Regions from separate parts of the Mus musculus genome. Here region 1 is linked to region 2. A link is a contact called in public Hi-C data. All regions are on one chromosome and are shown on one strand. Each heading gives the region's core, a stretch centred on a gene start, on an enhancer-like site or on the middle of the called end of the contact. The rest is flanking DNA. Distances are from core to core; before and after follow the strand shown.

Region 1 (2,700 bases), core at 143-2,642, 330 kb after region 2:
GTTGTTCACTTCTAGGAACTGACCCTAAGGCCGCAATCAAGGATTCCTACAGCGCCTAGCCCAGGGCTGCGCTGGCCAGGCCATGTGGCGAGTCAGTGTCCACACCCTGGGGGGCCTCCTCTGTGCAGTGCTGTGTAGCTGTGGGAAGCCAGGATTTTGGCTAGATGGCATGAAGCTGGCATTAAAACCAGTGAAAAGGTCAGGATGGGAACAACTGTACGTGGATGTCCTTGACGGGAAGCTGTTTGGGCATTCGTTTGAAAATGTCCCGGACTGAAGAAGCACCCTGACCTTCCTGCCAATTCCTAGGGCCCCCCAACCAGCCCCTTCCTGAAATTTGGTACCTAAAGCCAGAGCCCAGACCTCTCCCTGCCCCTCCAAATCCCTGGCCTCGCCTACCACCCCTGGGAAGCAGATGATGGAATCTTACTGGTGAACTGGCTTTGCTGACTACCCCATTTCTTTTTACCCTTCCACATCATCTGAAAGGAGCAGAGAAGCGAAGCAAGCTAGGGCGTTGGCTGGCTAGGGATTTGTCCCGATCCTACACCTCACCCCCTCCGCCACACATCCACACTCTTCCAGTCCCTCTCCCCACTTCCCTCCTGCTCAGGGCCTGTAGCAGCCTGCTCCAAAGCCCAGAAAAGGAAGAAGAAGAAAAAAAAAACCTAACAACAATAACAATGCTCAGAGTCAATTCGCCGAGCCTAGCCATGCTCACGGCTGTCTCTCAGAGCTGCCCCCTCCAGACTCAGTTTCTCTACCTGGGAAGGAAGCATAACCACACCCCGCCCCGGGACCAGTGAGAGTCTGTGGAAGGAACAGTGTATGGTGTGAAGGGGTACCCTCTGGAGGCTTCTCCTGGGGCCCCCAGACCCTGAAAAGCCAGAGCAGAACCAAGCCAATCGCTGCTTTAAAGACATACCACTCCCCTGACAGCCCGAGGGCCAGGCCAGCCATGAAGGCGGAATCAAGACCCCAACAGAATTCTGTAATGAACACTCTGCTGTCTCAGTTTATGAGAGAATACATAAGACGTGTAATTGCTTTTGTATTTCGGACACTCATTAGAAGAATAATAAATGTTATTATTTATTAATATGGCAATGAATCATTCAGTTTTTTAAATTAAACATTAAACCGCTAACAAATTAAATGTAAATTATTAGGCCCGCGGATGATGGAGAGGCTCCCCGGGGAGGGGGCAGCTCGCTGGCTGCGCAGAAGCACGCCGCATGTCCCGGGACACAGCCGCAGGGCCGGGGTGAAGCGAGGACAAGACGGCTTGTGGGCTCAGCCTGCCCCCTGCTGGTTATCAGCAGGAACGCAGCAGTCGCAAGCACCCCATCCGCCCAGCGCCAGACTCCTCTGGATCCTTCTAGAAGCAGCTACGCCACGGGCTGTCAGGCGCCTGCGCTCTTGTCCCGCATGAATTTTTGCTGCGCAGACCTAGTTGGGGAGGGCTATCTGGCTTGGAAATGCGTGCGCCCTTGAAAGAAAACCGCCTCCTCTGTCCTCTGCAGCCTGGACCATAGTTCCTGGTGCACTGTCGTCACTAATAAGCATCCACTTGTAGAAAAAAAAAAAAAAAGCACAGAGATCCTCAGTATCTAGCAGAGGTTGCACAGCCAGAAGCTGGCAGAGTAGGAGATTGCAGTCCACCTGTGTCCAGTCCAAAGCCTGTGTTTATCTTGTATTGCTTGTTGGCCCTCTCAGGAGTTGGGGTCCCAGGCTAGTCTTCTGGAACCCATAAAGAGACACCTGTGTAAGGAGCCAAGGGAGTTATTTCCAAAGGACTAAACACCACATACCAAGTTACCTAGTGCACATAGCTGTTCAATAAGGTAGGCGCACGCCCACGCCCATTCCCAGGATATGTAAGCTGAGGCTGAAAAAGACTGCAACAAGCAAGAAATTAGAACTAGTACCTGCCAACCCAGACTTGGCTCCTGATCACTCCAGAACCAGACCCCATTCCTCAGGAAGCAGTGAGCAATCCCTCTGCCCACTCGTGTGCCCACTCCCCTGTATAACACACACACATGCTGGCCAGTACCCATGCCTTAAGGGAACACTAAGCTCAAATCGTATGAGTCCTCGTATGAGGGCACTGGGGGGCGGGGGGCGCGGGGGAGAACCGGGGTGGGTCCCTGACGCCGACAGTGCTAGTACGGCTGCTCTCTGGGACCTCCAGTTTATTCTTTAAGGAAGATCTCAGGAATTGAGCCACTGAACACTGAAGCCCCAGTCCCACAAAGTAAGGCTTCTAGGAAATACCCCAGACACTCGCTGAGACAGACTTCTGGGAAGGGGCTCACAGCCCACCCCAAACTGAGGGGGTTAGCCCTCTGCCGTCAGCCCAGGCTGCTGGGACAGGGAAGTCCAGCCCATAGGCAAGCCCTGGCTGCAGCTATGGGGTCTGAGGGCAGATGCACACCTGGGGGTCCTGGTCCTCTCTTTTACTCCTTATCTGTGTGTGATCTCCGCCCTGGGCTACCCCTTGGCTCCCCACAATACCCTTCCTGCCTTGGTCAGTCTAAGTGGATATCTGCTACACAGAAAGCCACTCTCTGTCAGATTATCACGTTATCCCCTCATAATAGGTACAACAATTATAAGCACCCATCAAGCCTGGCTGACGGACCCTACATCATAGGGCAGATTGAGCCACGGTTTGTTTCCCTGTGTCTCCCCTGCCCC
Region 2 (2,700 bases), core at 166-2,665:
AGAGCATCCCCGCCTTGTCTAAAGACGCCTATGAAGCACTCACCAACCGTTCTTGGAAACAATCTCAAGTTGTGCTGAAAGGGTTAAGCCTAGCACCCAGTCACCGGATCTCCAGCTGGGGAAACTGAGTCACGCTACCTCCAAGGGATTTGTTCCGTTGGAGCTGGAGAAGGGGGGATGAAGCAGTTCAGAACACTGTTGGGACCTCTCCCTTCCACCTGCTCAGCAAAAGATTTGCCAGAGAGGAAGCACTTCCGGAAAGGTCCCGGTGTCAAGAGCAGCTCCTAAGCGCACGCACGTTCTCCTCAGCGCTCCTTTGCCAGGAAGCCTCCAGAGCATTGTCACACTGAGGTGGAAAAGAAACACCAAGCACAGGAGGAAGCACTGGCTGGGTGGGGAGCTACAGACCTAAAGGAGCGGAAGCCATTTAATCCCTTTGCCATGAGGACTCCTTGTAATTAAGATCCTTGGGAACAAAGTGATTCCAGGGCATTTCATGGAAGCTCTGTCTTCACACAGTTCAGGTCAGCTGTAGGCACCGGCGTGGTCCTAATTGATGGCTCCCGTTGGGTCCTGAAAGAAAAGACGTAATTGGGGCCACACAAAACATGTCTCGCCCAATTACAAGAATCGGCACAGACGGGCTGACCTGTGACCTATAAAACAAAATTAAGATTTTTTTCCAACCTCACCAGGAGGTGTGTTGTATGTGTGTGTGGCAGGCCAGCTGCCCTCGGCTCCCAGTTCCCCAGTGGTGAGGAGACAGAACACATTGGGAGCCCTGGGAACAAGTGCCACAGGCTTCAAGTGGCTGTTGGGTGGCCTTTCAGTTGGGGGCCAAGGGTGGGGGCTGACACTCAAATTTTTGTCCCAGATGCCCAGATATATGTGGCAAATGAGCAAGTTCTTTTCTATTGGGCCCTGGGTACCAGCAAGCCTGTTCTTTATAAACAAACCAAAATCGCCAACAACCCTGAGACGTGTTAATTATGTTTAGCCAGAAAAATTAAAGGGACTCGGGAGGGGAGGGCTGTGGAAAGGTCTTCGGTGTCTTGAGAAAGTATCCTAGTCCCAGTCCCCACAAGCCTACTCTCTTCCTGCGAACCCCAAGCAGATGTCCAGACTCTAGGGCAAGGGCTGAGCCCGGGTTCTCCAAGGCTTTTCTCCATCCACTCTTCAGCCTCCTCTCCTGGGGAGCTGTTTCCCATCTCATAGGGAGAAGCCCTGTGGATGAATCAACCATCCTTCAACCCATCACCCATCAGGAACCTCTGACAGCAAAGAGGTGGAGGCAGGCCCTCAGCTCCCCAGGAAGACACCCTAAGAAGTGGACCTTTGCCTTCCTGCAGCAAGTGTGGAGCCAGGAGAAGTGCAGTGAGCAGCCAACTCCCTTCCTTCTCTCTGCAAATCAACACGGTCCCCCAGACTTGCTCTTGGCACGCATTGCTTAACTGCTGCTGTTTTCTCTGAAGTCGCTGCAGAGAGTCAGATAGTGAGCTGGCATGCTCTTTTGAAATGTTTACCGTGTTCCTTAAAGCAAGGGACACGCTGGTTCCTAAACTAATTTGGGGTCGCTAGATCTTTTTTCTCCTTTTGGAAAAATCTCTGCAGTAAACACAGGACTTAAGTATAACTCAGATGCATCGGGGAGTCAAGTAAACAGACCCGGGGCTTTCGGGAAGACAGACTCGTGTAGATCTGCCCAGAGAAACTTATTCTCAGTTCCCCCACAGAAAGGCAAAGCAGTATGCGATCATTAAGCTGTAACAAGGAAGCACAGCCTGAAAACTGGGCGATAAATACCATCTGCTCTTGCCTTCCGTACAAGGAACCCCGAGAACGAACACCCTAGGCTCAGCAGCCATGCTGCACAGGCTCCGCTGACATGTGTAAGGAAACACTTTCACATGCAAACTGCTTTGGAAAAAGAGATTTTTATTTGTAAAGTGTGTGAGTGTGTGAGAGACAGAGAGACAGAGAGGCAGAGACAGACACACACACACACACAGAGACAGACAGACTGTCTATTGGTCTGTCTGTCTGTAACTGGGGGAACTTGTAGAGGTCAAAAGCACTGGGTATCCCAGAGCTGGAGTTATAGGCAGTTGTGAGTCACTCAACTCAGGTGCTGGGAACAGAACTCAGGTCGTCTACAAGAGCAGTAAGCGCTCTTGACTGCTGAGCCGTCTCATCTCTCAAGAAAAGCCATGCAAGACGACCAATTGGAAAAGAAGCCTCAGCATCTCAGCCTAGCAGATAGTACAGTCCATAAAAAGTAAAATAAAATAAAATTAAAAAGGAAAGAAAATGGGGGGGGGAGAAAGAATTAGAACTCGGAGCTTCAGGATATGCATGTAACTTTCATGATAATAAAATAAACGAAACGCATCCACATAAGCCTGAAATCCCCGCACTCAAATTGAAGCTCGGGAGTTAGGATGACATTTATATGAATTTCACGTGGTATTTTGATTGCATGTCCCCCCTCCCCCAAGGAGTTCAAAGGCATTTATAGATACTCTGAGGATTGCTCTGATCCCCTGGTGAGGTGGCAAATTCTATTAGTTCGGTTGTTCAATTGGGAATCAAAACCTAGAAGCAGCCGAATGGCTGGGCAAAAACCATATGGCATGTTGCTGATAACGCCTTGGGAAAAGAACAGGTTCCTGAGCAACACTTCAAGCTCCCTGATTCTGTCCA

What was found. A called contact is a pair of places that touch in the nucleus more often than the background predicts.
Region 1: a Hi-C map of cerebral cortex shows a contact between it and region 2, with 6 times the contacts expected there. The contact joins two enhancer-like sites. A contact is called at or near these places in 1 of 39 promoter capture datasets (embryonic stem cells), 5 of 15 datasets of contacts at CTCF or cohesin (the NIH/3T3 cell line, embryonic stem cells, large pre-B cells and 1 more), 87 of 484 Hi-C or Micro-C datasets (the AtT-20 cell line, the Ba/F3 cell line, the C2C12 cell line and 47 more) and 13 of 115 datasets of contacts at active chromatin or transcription factors (the NIH/3T3 cell line, Th17 cells, astrocytes and 6 more).

The regions. Positions count from the first base shown.
Region 1 is chr12:110,372,284-110,374,983 of GRCm38.p6, forward strand. No RefSeq gene overlaps it. Among named protein-coding and RNA genes, the nearest start is that of Gm40577, 44 kb to the right of the region's middle. Within about 2 kb of position 1,393, at least 29 of the 459 cell types and tissues checked have an H3K27ac peak or open chromatin away from gene starts, as enhancers often do. A contact at or near this core is called in cerebral cortex, where this site is marked.
Region 2 is chr12:110,046,251-110,048,950 of GRCm38.p6, forward strand. It overlaps Gm34719 (a long non-coding RNA gene), which reads right to left. Exons shown (of 3, transcript XR_873006.3): 3 at 178-573. Among named protein-coding and RNA genes, the nearest start is that of Gm40574, 23 kb to the left of the region's middle. Within about 2 kb of position 1,416, at least 10 of the 459 cell types and tissues checked have an H3K27ac peak or open chromatin away from gene starts, as enhancers often do. A contact at or near this core is called in cerebral cortex, where this site is marked.